3 separate regions of the Mus musculus genome follow, and all the other regions are linked to region 1. A link is a contact called in public HiChIP or PLAC-seq data. All regions are on one chromosome and are shown on one strand. Each heading gives the region's core, a stretch centred on a gene start, on an enhancer-like site or on the middle of the called end of the contact. The rest is flanking DNA. Distances are from core to core; before and after follow the strand shown. Region 1 holds the start of Calm1 (calmodulin 1). Region 2 overlaps Ttc7b (tetratricopeptide repeat domain 7B). Region 3 overlaps Ttc7b (tetratricopeptide repeat domain 7B).

Region 1 (3,767 bases), core at 482-2,981:
AATGGAGACACGATTTATGTAATGCTCGCCATGTCAGTCTTGCACGACAGGAAGCACTGTCACACCTCGTAGGAGAAACCAGCTCACCAAGGAGAGGAGTTCCACCTCCTCGGGAAAATTCTCTGACTAGAGGCCTGTCAAGTGCATCTACCTTCGGGACAACGACTCCCCCACCTCAACCCCAAGTCATTCTGGCTTTGGGTCAAAGGCGTTCCAGAACCTGCCGAGAACGACCTAGCCACCTTGCCAGGGCTGAAGGTGCTGCTGGTGATGTCAGCTCTGCCTGGCGAGGGAGAAGGGGGCTACGGCACACGCACACGGCCAACCACATATTCGCATCTGGCAATCCAGAGGCGGCAGAGAAAGCGGAAACGTACAGATGGGCATCTCCCTGCCGCCCAGGGAGCAGCGAGAGACAAGGGGCATGCCGGGCGAGGGGCCGCACTAGGGTGAAGACCCAAAGGGGCCCCAGGACCGTGGTGCTGCCTATCTCCAGCACCTCCCACCGCTCCTGCTCCCCCAGGCACTGAGCCTGCCGCCGCCTCCTCCCCAGCAGAAACTTTGCGTCTCTAATGGAAACCGAGGAGCGCGCCAACTCTCTCCTCCCCCGCCCTGCCGCCCCAATTAGCGCGAGCCGAGCACCTCCCGCGGGAAGGGGCCTCCCCGCGGACACGAGCGATCGCGCCCGTCTCGCGCGGCACCGGGAGGGGGACCGAGGTCGCACGGCCCAGCCACGCGCGCGGCCACCCTGCGGGGCCCCGCCCGGGCGCAGGGCGGCCGCTTCCGCCCTCTCCGCCCCCCAGCCTTCGCCTTCCTGCCCCCAACCCCACCCTTCCCCGGCTCCTTCCTTCCCAGCTCACGCCCGCGCCGCGCCCCCCGGGAGGAAGGAGGGGACCGCAAGCGAGGGGGGACTCCCGACTGGGCTGGTCAGGGGGTCTGAAGGTGGCTGAGGACACCCCGAGGCCGCGGTCCAAGCCCTGTACGTCTCCCGGCTCGCCGCGACCCATTCATTCTCCGCGGTCGGGGACTGACTACCGGGACGTCGCGGCCTGCCCCGCCCGGCTCCCCCGCCCCGCTGGCCCCGGCCGAGGCGCTGCGCTGCAGGCAGCCCGGGTGCGGCGCGTTGGATGCAGTGGGTGCGGGGCTGGCGGAGGGGGTGGATGCGGAAGGCCCCGGTGCAGCTGTGGCAGCGGCTCCAGCCCGCGCACAGCCCACTGTAGAGTCCAGCCCCAGAGGCGCCCAAAACTCAGAGGAGGTTCTCTGGCAGCCAGAGCGGAGATGCAAACCCGAAAATACATCCCCTTTCACTGCAGCTGCTGCGTAACACCTGGCAAAATGGGGTAGGGGGTAACCTCAACCAGGAAAAGGGGGAGACCCCAAGACTCAACTACAAATCTGTTCAGAAAGCTCGGGCAGCTGCTACGTCTGCCACTGCCGATCCCAACCTACCATGGTGCGAGCGAAGGAAGGAAGAACGGAGCAGGCGAGGGTGGCTGCACCAGCGCAGGGGCTGTGACCGCCGAGGTGCCTCCGCTTCTGCTGCTGCTAACGCGCTACCTGCGTTGTGCGCTGAGCCTCAGCCGCCGCCCGACTTCGAGTAACGGCACCACGGACACGAGACTCCCAGCACCACTGCCGTAGCGCGAGCCTGTGTGCCGCGATATATATACGGTGCGCGGTATCCCTCCGCCGCGGCAGTACCGCCTCGCGCAGGGCGGCGCTGCGGCAGCCGGACCTCACCGCAAGGCTCCGCCCCCCAGGCGCGCCCGGCGCGGCGGGCCCATTACGCGGGCAGGGGTCACTGGGGAGTCGGAGACCTGAGCGAGGGTGCTGGTCTGTTGCTGCAAGAGTCCTCTAGAGCTGGAATGCCTGCGTAGCGAAATCTGGGGGGCCGTCCCGGGCTTCCAGGCGCGTGTCCGTCACTCAGCCCCACTTCACCTGTGTGTCCCCCCTCCCACCACTCCTGGTGGCTTCGAGGTTGCAGAGCCACCAATCCTGGGTCCCCCACAGGGGAGGACCTGGAGGAGATCTAGGGGCTGAGGACAGCCGCGGGGAGGCGGAATCCAACCTTAGCTGTAGAGGCGAGAGGACTGTGTTGAGGACACGGTGGTTGGCCTTGGGGAAGAAATTGGTCAGATAATGTTACTTTTCTCATTTTGGAGAACTGTCCGAGGCACAGTTAGAAGCTCAGTTGCTAGGTCTGTGTGGTGTTGACACGCTCAACCAGTCTAGTTTTCGTGTTTTTACATACCTACTAAAATTTTAAAGATGCTTGAAGAGTTGTCCCTTGCTAGGTTTGTTCCTTATTTCCTGTGGCAAATTCTATTAGGCCTGCTTCCAAAATTAACGTAGTGAGCGGCTTATGTCGCCCTCAGAGCCCACGCTTTTGAGTTTTTCCTAATTGTCCTGGTCCTGGAAATTCATAAATTGATATATACAAAGAAGGGGAAAGATACACAGGATCACTCTGATTACAGCTGGAACTTGTGCAGCCAATTGATTCTAGTAGGGTGCTCCACTATCTTAATTACAATCTTAATTATAGTCCTTAAATAATGTTTTAACCTTTAAATTTACTATTCTTTGTTCTTCTGTAAACTAGGGTGGGGGTGGGGACAGGGACGACCAAAAACTGTTTCAGGTCTTAGTTTGGAGCCTGGAACTTAAAAGAAGAAGAAGAAAATCTTAACAAAATGCTGCAGTTTCGTTTCTTGCCAAGACAAAGCGCAGAATTTGATCTTTTGTTTGCAAGGCCAGGACAAGCTGCAGGTTGTTTCTTCTTTCAGAAATTGTGGCAAAATGTGTGATTAGCATGCTCCTCTCTGGAAAGACTAGTTACCTTTCTTTTCTGGCTTTGTCAAAGTTTGCAGATAGGTGTTTTAAAAGATTCAAAAATGTCCCTGAACATTGCAAACGCCAGAGGACTTCTTAGGATCACCTCAGACAGTATGTCAGCAGCTGTGGGACTGCGCTTCAATTTGTTCTTCCTAGAATGCTACAGAAAGGGTTAACCTGCTGTTTAAGGAGAAGCTGTAGCAGGCAGCCCCCCCCCCCCAAGGGTACTGCTGGCCCTCTTGCAAATGGTTTAAAAACCATTCACAGTCAGACACATAATATCCCTATGTTCACAGAAAAGAGACTAATAAAAATTCAGTTTAAAGCATAGTCAATAATCCAATGAATTACAGGTCTACATAGCCAAGCTCATTATTATAACTAATGATTACTAAAGGAATTTGGATTTTTTTTTTTTGTCAGACTTCCTAAGGAAGTTAGCTAAGTGCATTTTAACATTTGGTATGCAGTGACAAGGGAGAAATGATGTCCTAAAAATGAAAATATGTTTAATTACTGGGGTCCTTTTGTTTCTGGTAGTCTTCCATCCCTTATAGTTATTTTGGTTACATAGCTACAATCTATGGTTTTGCAAAACCTGTCCAATACTTTCCTGTGTCATTTAACAAATTCACTGAATAAAGTGCTCTGAAACCTTTTCATGACTTTACTTGCTAAGTGCTATTCACCTTAGGATTATCTTAATCATCATAGAACAATTTTCTGTTTGTTTATATTTTACAAATGAGTGCTCTTTTGGAATTCTTTAACATATCAAAGCGCGTCTTAGCTTTCAAGTGTAGTGGGTTTGTAATGAGGTCATGCTTTGCACAGTTTTATGGCTAGTTTCACACACTGAAATATAAGAAGGTCAAGTGACTTGCCCAGGATCTTCCTGTGAGGCGGTGATTGGGCATAAACTAGAGCGTGAG
Region 2 (3,767 bases), core at 946-3,445, 210 kb before region 1:
CAAGTGGCTAAGTGAGAAGGTATTGAATGAGCATCCTTGAATACAGGTCTTGGGGTGAACTCCCTGGTAGACAAAGGAGAAAGAGGCCATCTCTGTTGGGTGATGCTTTGGGTCTGGAACTCCTAGTGGGTTGTACAGAGGTTTTGGAAAGACAAGGAACATCACAGAGTCAGGGTAAGTTCTTCTGGCAGAACTCTTTGGTCTCGACACATTCCCCTTAAAGTCATTGTGCAGAGAGGCCTGCCCCCTCCCCAGGGATGCAAGAACCCTGTTTCCTTCCTAGGGATGTGAGATCACAAGCCACATGGGACTTATCTGATCCCTGCATTGAGGAACACTTAACAGACCCGCACTGACCTGATGAAGTCCCTTTTTCTTCGTCATAAGGAGTTGCTGATCCATATGAATTGACAAAAGGGGGAGAACTGGGGTGGGGGTGGGGTCCCTGTAAGCCTCAGACTGAACCAGCTGCCCCCTCGTCAAGCTGCTCTCAATTACTAATTGAAATCCCCTTCCTTCTCTGGGGCCCTCAGCTGGATCATGGAATTGAACCAGCTTCCTTTGGGTTGTTAGCTCAGTGCCACTCCTGTAGCCACACAGAGTCACCATGACTTCTCAGGGACTACTGCTTTTATACAGCCACTTCCACCCCAGTGACAAGAAAGCTAAGATGCAGTTGGATAGGTTGACTTGTTTTCTTGTACTTGTTTGTTTGTTTTTGCTTGTTCTAACAAGTATATATGGGGGGGGGGGTGGAGAAAAAAAAGCGTACCTGCAGCCCTAGAAAAAAAGGAACTGTCAGTGCTTGGAGGGCCTCCCTTCCTCGAGTCCTACAGTTGCGAGATACACGGATGTGAGCTGGCGACATGGCTGGGCTAAGCCTGCAGACCTCCTACAATCAGCTTGTCCCTGTGCCCACTTGGAAGCGGGTCTAATGGTCTGATGGCTCCCTTTGTCCTTTACCCTATCCTTCATACAACGCCCAGTACATCTAGCCCTCCATCTTTTTACTCGCCAGAACTGAGGCCAGGGCACAACAGAGTCTCCCCCTAAAGCACTTGGGCCACGGAGAAAAAAATGTCACAAGAGGAAGGCCCCGACGGTTTTGACTACCCCACCCTCAGCCCCCTGAGCTCTACCTTGTATGAGCAAAGAAGAGAGGAGTGACCAGAAATGGCTCTCAGAAGGCTCAACTGTTGTGAGGGAACATTCCAGCATGGTTTGCAGACCTGTTTCTCTGCGTCTTCCACCTTTTGAACCCAGCCCTAGAGCTTCACAGAGCCCGTCCATCTGTCATACAGGGAGGGCCCAGGAAGTGGAATTAGATGTAGTTAATGCGCTGCTTGTTAGCAACTCTGGTAAAAATAACACAACCTAGCATTTAAGAAGGCTGGATGGCTCAAACGGAATTTGGAGATTATCCGTGGACCGAATTGGCTGGTGTTAAGTCATAATTAGCACGGCTAGGGCTCTCTCTTTTCAATTAGTCTGAACAATACAGGACTAGCTGGCCATTAGAAAAATGATTCAGGCTGCTCGTTTATTTACAAGGTCCCAATTGCGTGTGAGCATGTCCAGGATGTCAGGGGATAATCACAAGTGTTCTGTTTTCTGAAAACCCAGAATACCATAAGCTGACTCTCCACAGAAGTTTCGGCTCCAGGCCCAGAATCCCACTGCCCATTCCAAGGCCAGCCTTGCTGAAGCCCTAGAAACCCCCACAGGCCGCGTTCTGCAGGAGACCGGGCACTGTCCTTCCTGTATTACTTCCAGTATTCTCTGCTGCAGCAGAAAGAGAACAAGGACTTATAATTATCTGGAAAATGTGAAATTTTACCTTTTTAAATAATTGTGAAAAAAATTTTTTTTAAATTTGAGGAGAGGAAATCTCAATTAAATGATTGCTATGTTGTTCCTAGGAAGGTATAAATTCAGTCCGTATTTAGTCATCTTCAAAATAAGCAGTGGTTTGTTTTGGTTTTAGCCAAGTTTATTTTTATTTATTATAAACTCCTTTTCAATTCTCAGGGAAAAAGTTGTTTGGCCCAGAATTTTCCTTGAGAGTCTAGAGCTCTAGAAGGGGGTGGGGTGGTCTTAACTGAGCTTACAGAACCAAGGCCAAGGCTATAGAGGGTGAGGACTGGGGTGCGTTGTGTTCTTATTGTTTCCCAATCCTCAGCAGCAGTGAGTTTAAGAGCTTTTTCTTTTTATCTAAGAGTTTAGAGTTCAGCCAAATACCATGACATAGATTAACAACACAGCTCGTGCGAGCTGCCCCAGAATGAGAGCGTGTTTAAGTTAAGGCAGCTCTCCAATCCCTTCAGTATTAGGAAGCTTGTGCAGGCCCTGCAGCTGCTCCCAACCTCCCCTCTCATCAGAATGACAAAGCAATATGCAATAGTTAGCGGGAGGCAGGTAAGCCGAGCAAGGGAGCCAGTACCTTCGAGAAGGATGCCCTATTATGTCTGCTGTCGTTCTGTATTGATTTCACTTTCTGCCTCTGTAATAGTACATATGTTATATGGGCTTTTAACTTGAGTTTTTATTGTTTTATCTCACCCATCTGCTTGCCATTAAAATGTGTAGCTGAGATGTATTAATTCCACAGATTGCCATAGAAATGAGCAAGCTAATTCAAGTGCCCAGATCACACAGTGTTTTTCCTGGACTCTGTATACAAATGGAGATGCTTTTGGCATTGTGCTTTGCTTGTCGCGGTGTAGCTCTTGTTATTTATTTATTATTGCCATATACCAAAGTTGGTTTTCTCTGTGCAGCATTTTTTGTCCTCAAGAAAATACTGAAGAGGCGTTGCTGTTACTGCTCATTAGTGAATCTATGGTAAGTGGAATGTGATCTTCATTGCCTTTTCCCCAGCCCCAAGCATCCCCTTCTTCTTGTGGCTAGTCCCTCATTATGATGATTTGTGGTCCAGAGAAAAATTTCCAGAAGGAATGCCTACGAGGAGGGAAAAGCAGCAGTGGTTTAAAAAGAAAGATGTCTCTGAATCCCCAGACGGCTAGCATGTTCCTTGGTCACCTTGAGTTCTACAACAGTAGAAAGGGCTCTTGGTTTATCCTCCATCTGCCAAGTGTGATTAGGTATCAGCGCTCCCACGAATAAGGAAACTACAGTGAAAACAGTCCCCCGAGGAAGTTTGTCCAGGTCGAGCACACTATGTGGGGTGTGAAGACAGCACCGAGGTGGGTCCCTTGTGAGCGCATCCACTTCTACTGTCCAGGCAGGAGCTGGGTGGAGCTTTCTAGTGTTCTCACGCTGCCCTCTCCACCTCCTCCTAATCACAACCCTACAGAATCTCAGCCTGTGGGGATGCCCTCTGCCACCTAGGTCTGCTTTTGTCAGGGCTGTGCTGGCCAGACCATCAGGATCCTTTCATATTCACTCTCAGGGTTTGGCCGGCACATTTGACCTATGGTCTAAACTACACACTCGCTCGCTCGGTGACTCGTGGGCTTCTATTCTGTTTAGCACGAGGGAACCCAGGCTTGGCTTGCAGCCTTGGGGACACTGCCGTGACATAGTTAGAACTACTGCAGGCCAGTGGTGTGTGCCTAGCACTTGAGCAGAAGCACGGGCTGCTAGAGGCCCCAGGGGTTTCCTGTTTGATTCCCTCTTCCTGTGGATGAAGACTTGAGGCCAGAGTAAGCAAGGGTATACCTATATACCTAGTGTGTCGGTTCGCTGGCCCTGTGCGAAAATTGTGTGGCTCCCTCCTCAGAGATTTCAGCCCACCCGGCAGAGCAGAA
Region 3 (3,767 bases), core at 910-3,409, 180 kb before region 1:
TTGGCTGGCAGGAGCTGCCCCTGTGCAGCGATTAGATCAGGGTCTACGGCAGTGCAGCTGTAGACAGGTGTTCAGGGCTCTTCCTTACTCCAGTAAAAAGTACCCTCTTAGTCCTTAGGCAGACTATAAGGGAGCCATTTTTCTTGTTTTACACAGGGAAGTGTTTGCTCACAGCCAGGAGGCCTCACTCCTGTGAACTCATATTCTTACATCCATGTTAGGTTTTGGCAAGCACCATCTTTTATGTTGACATCAAGGTATTAGAGTCCTGGCCATTAGCCAGCATGAGTTAAACTAGCATCAAGCCAAGAGTCCTTGGCCCAAGGTCATAGCTGCCCAGTCCCAAAGAATCTCCAATAGCATTTCATCCATTCACATTGCTTGAGCCCTGACTGAACCCATCCTAGAAGAGATGGTTCTACATGTCTACCTGGGGAACCAGTGTGTTCTTCCTGGAGTTCCAAATGATCCAGTCTCCAACCCCACCCCACCCCACCCCACCAGCATACTCCAGGTTTCCTTTTTAACAGAAATGTGCCTGAAAGTAGTGATAACGATAAATTGGATTCACACTCAGAGTGACAGCCTATGTGACACATAGGCCTGAGGAGACCCTGAAACTCACACTGTTTCCTTGATATTGTTCCACAGTGATGTCCACTGGTCATAGACAGAGCAAAGCCTTAGCAATGGGACTGGGCTTCCTGTCCTAACAGTGCCTGCTGCAGTAGGCACTCTGAGCTTGGTACATATAGCATGGCTTTTGTAGTGGGTTTAGTATGGGCACACCCCACCCCAACTTCTCTTGACACCTACTAACAGAACCCTTTTCTCAGCTTCTCTGCGAGGGATGCAGGAGGGCCTGCAGAGGAAGGCACTTCTTGCGTTTCAGAGGTGAGTGGGAGCTCATCTTTTCACTTGCTGTACGTAGTGACAACGGAGCATGAGGAGCGAGAGGGGCAGGGTATTTTTAAAGATTATGTAAACAGTGTTTTGCCTCCGGGAGGATGTCTTGAGCAGCAAACATGAAACCTCAAAGCTAGAAGTAGGGTATCTATCACTCCTTGCCCTGTTTGGCTACACTTTTAATCTGTTTATTCATTTGGGTACTTTTTATTCATTCCTGATAAAAGTGATTTTAACTCAAGAAAGATAAGACACTTTGTCTAGGGAGATCATTCCTTTATTAAAGACATTTGTCATCGCTTTGAAAAGAGGTCCCATTTTTTTTTCCTGGCTTTTTTCTGCATGTCAAGCTGCAGGCTTTTACATTAAGAGTTGAAGAAGCTAGAGATCTGAAAGTCTCTGAAACAGCATCTTAGCAGCCATCTCAAACTCCCCGCCTTACCTCACACCACAATACCTTGGCTTTTATCTCTGTCCTTGTGCCTTTCATGAACACAGAACAAGGCATTGTTATTATAAAAGCTGAGTGTCCCATGCTCCCTTATGTACCTGGGCAGTCAGGAGCAGCAATAATGCCATCACAGTGTGGGGGTGAGGTGCTGGAGGGAACAGAGTCCCATGGACGTAGACCCAGTGAGGAGCTGGGATCTACAGATACTAGGTAGTTTTACCTGTACTTGGTTTTACTCATTGCAGGTATAATAAATCATCCATATTAAATGGGTCCCTGAAAATACAGCCCTGTGAGGTGAAATCTAGAATTGGAATTGATCCTTTGTTTTAAATACATCGAGTTACATTGACTTCTTAAAACCATGTTACCTAGTTACTTCTTTGAACACCTCATGAGCCTTCCCTGTACGGGCCACCTTGTTAGATCATTTCCTCAGAACTGCGTGTGTAGGTCTGTCCTGCCATCCATGTGCATTTTTCGTGCAGTCATTATTGCTTGATTTTGCTACTGGAAAGTGCCCCTGCCTCTGTTTCAGTTTCCAGGCAGGCCTGTCCGTCACTCCTTCCCTTTGCCACTCTGATTCTTGATTAACGACATGAAGCACCAGCCCACATCCACACAGACCCGGTCTCTGGGCTCAGCTTTTGTGATTAGTGTTTCTCAGCCTGAAAGCGTTTCCATTTCGGATGGTTCCAGGTTTTACTTTCTCCAGTTCTTATTTGTCAAACCCACACATGGATGCTTCAGAAAGTGGCCGCCACATCTGTTTCACTTTCCTTAAATCAGCACATCTTACGGGTTCTCTAAAAACAGCCACCGCGGTGGTCTGCCTGGGGCTGCCTGTGTAACTGAGGGTTATGTAACAGCTGTTCTGTCAGCCTGAATTCTTTTCTGTTCCGTTTTTGCTTAAATTCAAAGAGATTTAACGTGTTTGCTCATAAGGTGACTAAGGAGCATAAACTCTCCTAACCTAACTGAGTACATTGTTGAAGGCCAACCTAAGTTACTGTTGTGTGAAATGCAGAATGGTCTTCAAATGCATACAGTGATTTTGATTCAAGTAGACATTGCTGTTTTAAAGAAAAGACTTTAAGTAAATAAGAAAGATTGTACTACTTCTTAAAGGCAAATAGATCATTTAAAATCACTTGGATGAGAAGTATTTTTCGATGCATTTTATATAAGTTTCACCCAAATTTTATATTTTATACTGTTATTTTGTTTCTGATTTTGTTTATTTCTTTTGTTTGAAAAAAAACGTGGTACATTTAAAAGAGGGATAGGGTTGTAAATATAGCGTATGAAAATGAAGTCTTAATCATAACTAGAGCCAGGATTTAGAAAGATTTGTTCTCTGAGGCACTCAAAGGGGCAGTGTCTGAATATATCAGAGTGGTGAAGCTCTATCCAAATATTCCAGATATTGAGATATCAGCTGTTCTTACCTGTAAGTCACCTCAGCCAGTCTGTTGAACAAAAGTATGGTGAAGAAAATGCCATTGTGTGCAGCGTTGTAAGCTCTGGCTTCACTGAACTTTCACATCCTATTGAGAAAAGCAGTCCCAAAGATGTTGACAGCAAGTGTCATGGGTACACTGGTAAACCCTGCTCCTGGGGGAGGTAGTGGCATGACATCATCTGTGTTTGCCACTCAGGGTGGCATGGGATGTGCAGCCTCACTTTGCTGTGGCTCCTCCCCCTAGCTGCTTGTGTGTGTGTGTGTGTGTGTGTGTGTGTGTGTGTGTGTTTATGTTTATGTGTAAAGGATGATAGATTGGGGATGAGCTGTCCCCAGAATGTAGGACTTTCAGTGAGAACCACCAAGCTAAAGATGTGTAAATAGTGTAAGAGCTCTGAGTAAACCATGTGTGCATTCATGAGTTCTGGGCCCATTGTAATCAGAAAGGAGGGGGACTTGGAGAGAAATTAGCCAACCAGGGCAGCGGGGTGATGGTATAAAGACCAAGCCTTGGCATCACACATCCCTCCACTCCATTTCTGCTTCTGTCTCCTTTTCTGGGTGTACTTAGGTAAGGTGCTTGTAGTCGATGCTTCATAAATGGTAGTCATCGTTGCTGTGTGATCTGTGCATTATAAGGCAGGATGAAAACTGACATGCATTACCTAGATTCATGGTTCAGCTCTAGACGCTGTTGGACATGGAATTTAGGAGTTCACTGGATGTGCTGGGGTCTAGTTAGTGGTCTGAGTCATCCGTGTCCCAGCAGCCCAGGATGCCTGTCACCCTTTACTCCGTGATGACCATGGGGGTTCTCCTTGGGAGGTAGGAAGAGCTCCTTAAGGAAGCGCACTTGTATTATTCATCTCCAGTCTCTCTAGAGCCTGATGGTGCTTACTCTTCAGATCATGTACTATAAGTACTACATGATGCAGAGGGATGCATAAA

The links. HiChIP or PLAC-seq counts read pairs in DNA pulled down with a chosen protein or histone mark.
Region 2: a contact with region 1 is called in an H3K27ac HiChIP or PLAC-seq map of epiblast stem cells. The contact joins the enhancer-like site here to the promoter of Calm1 in region 1. A contact is called at or near these places in 10 of 39 promoter capture datasets (the C10 cell line, the HPC-7 cell line, HPC-7-derived erythroid cells and 5 more), 4 of 15 datasets of contacts at CTCF or cohesin (CD8 T cells, the NIH/3T3 cell line, large pre-B cells and 1 more), 38 of 484 Hi-C or Micro-C datasets (B cells, CD4 T cells, the G1E-ER4 cell line and 27 more), 24 of 115 datasets of contacts at active chromatin or transcription factors (the 230-238 cell line, PVALB interneurons, VIP interneurons and 19 more) and 4 of 9 other capture datasets (adipose tissue, liver, macrophages and 1 more).
Region 3: a contact with region 1 is called in an H3K4me3 HiChIP or PLAC-seq map of bone marrow-derived macrophages, with 2.3 times the contacts expected there. The contact joins the enhancer-like site here to the promoter of Calm1 in region 1. A contact is called at or near these places in 4 of 39 promoter capture datasets (the HPC-7 cell line, embryonic stem cells and hippocampal neurons), 4 of 15 datasets of contacts at CTCF or cohesin (CD8 T cells, the NIH/3T3 cell line, large pre-B cells and 1 more), 5 of 484 Hi-C or Micro-C datasets (the G1E-ER4 cell line, the HL-1 cell line, bone marrow-derived macrophages and 1 more), 20 of 115 datasets of contacts at active chromatin or transcription factors (CD8 T cells, VIP interneurons, bone marrow-derived macrophages and 17 more) and 4 of 9 other capture datasets (adipose tissue, liver, macrophages and 1 more).

The regions. Positions count from the first base shown.
Region 1 is chr12:100,197,399-100,201,165 of GRCm38.p6, reverse strand. Calm1 (calmodulin 1) reads right to left here and starts at 1,731. Exons shown (of 6, transcript NM_009790.5): 1 at 1,450-1,731. The coding sequence starts at 1,452.
Region 2 is chr12:100,406,074-100,409,840 of GRCm38.p6, reverse strand. Ttc7b (tetratricopeptide repeat domain 7B) reads left to right here. Exons shown (of 20, transcript NM_001033213.1): 8 at 2,778-2,841. Among named protein-coding and RNA genes, the nearest start is that of Gm51958, 59 kb to the right of the region's middle. Within about 2 kb of position 2,195, at least 24 of the 459 cell types and tissues checked have an H3K27ac peak or open chromatin away from gene starts, as enhancers often do. A contact at or near this core is called in the HPC-7 cell line, VIP interneurons and epiblast stem cells, where this site is marked.
Region 3 is chr12:100,379,248-100,383,014 of GRCm38.p6, reverse strand. It overlaps Ttc7b (tetratricopeptide repeat domain 7B), which reads left to right. Exons shown (of 20, transcript NM_001033213.1): 13 at 837-894. Among named protein-coding and RNA genes, the nearest start is that of Gm51958, 32 kb to the right of the region's middle. Within about 2 kb of position 2,159, at least 39 of the 459 cell types and tissues checked have an H3K27ac peak or open chromatin away from gene starts, as enhancers often do. A contact at or near this core is called in bone marrow-derived macrophages and pancreatic islet, where this site is marked.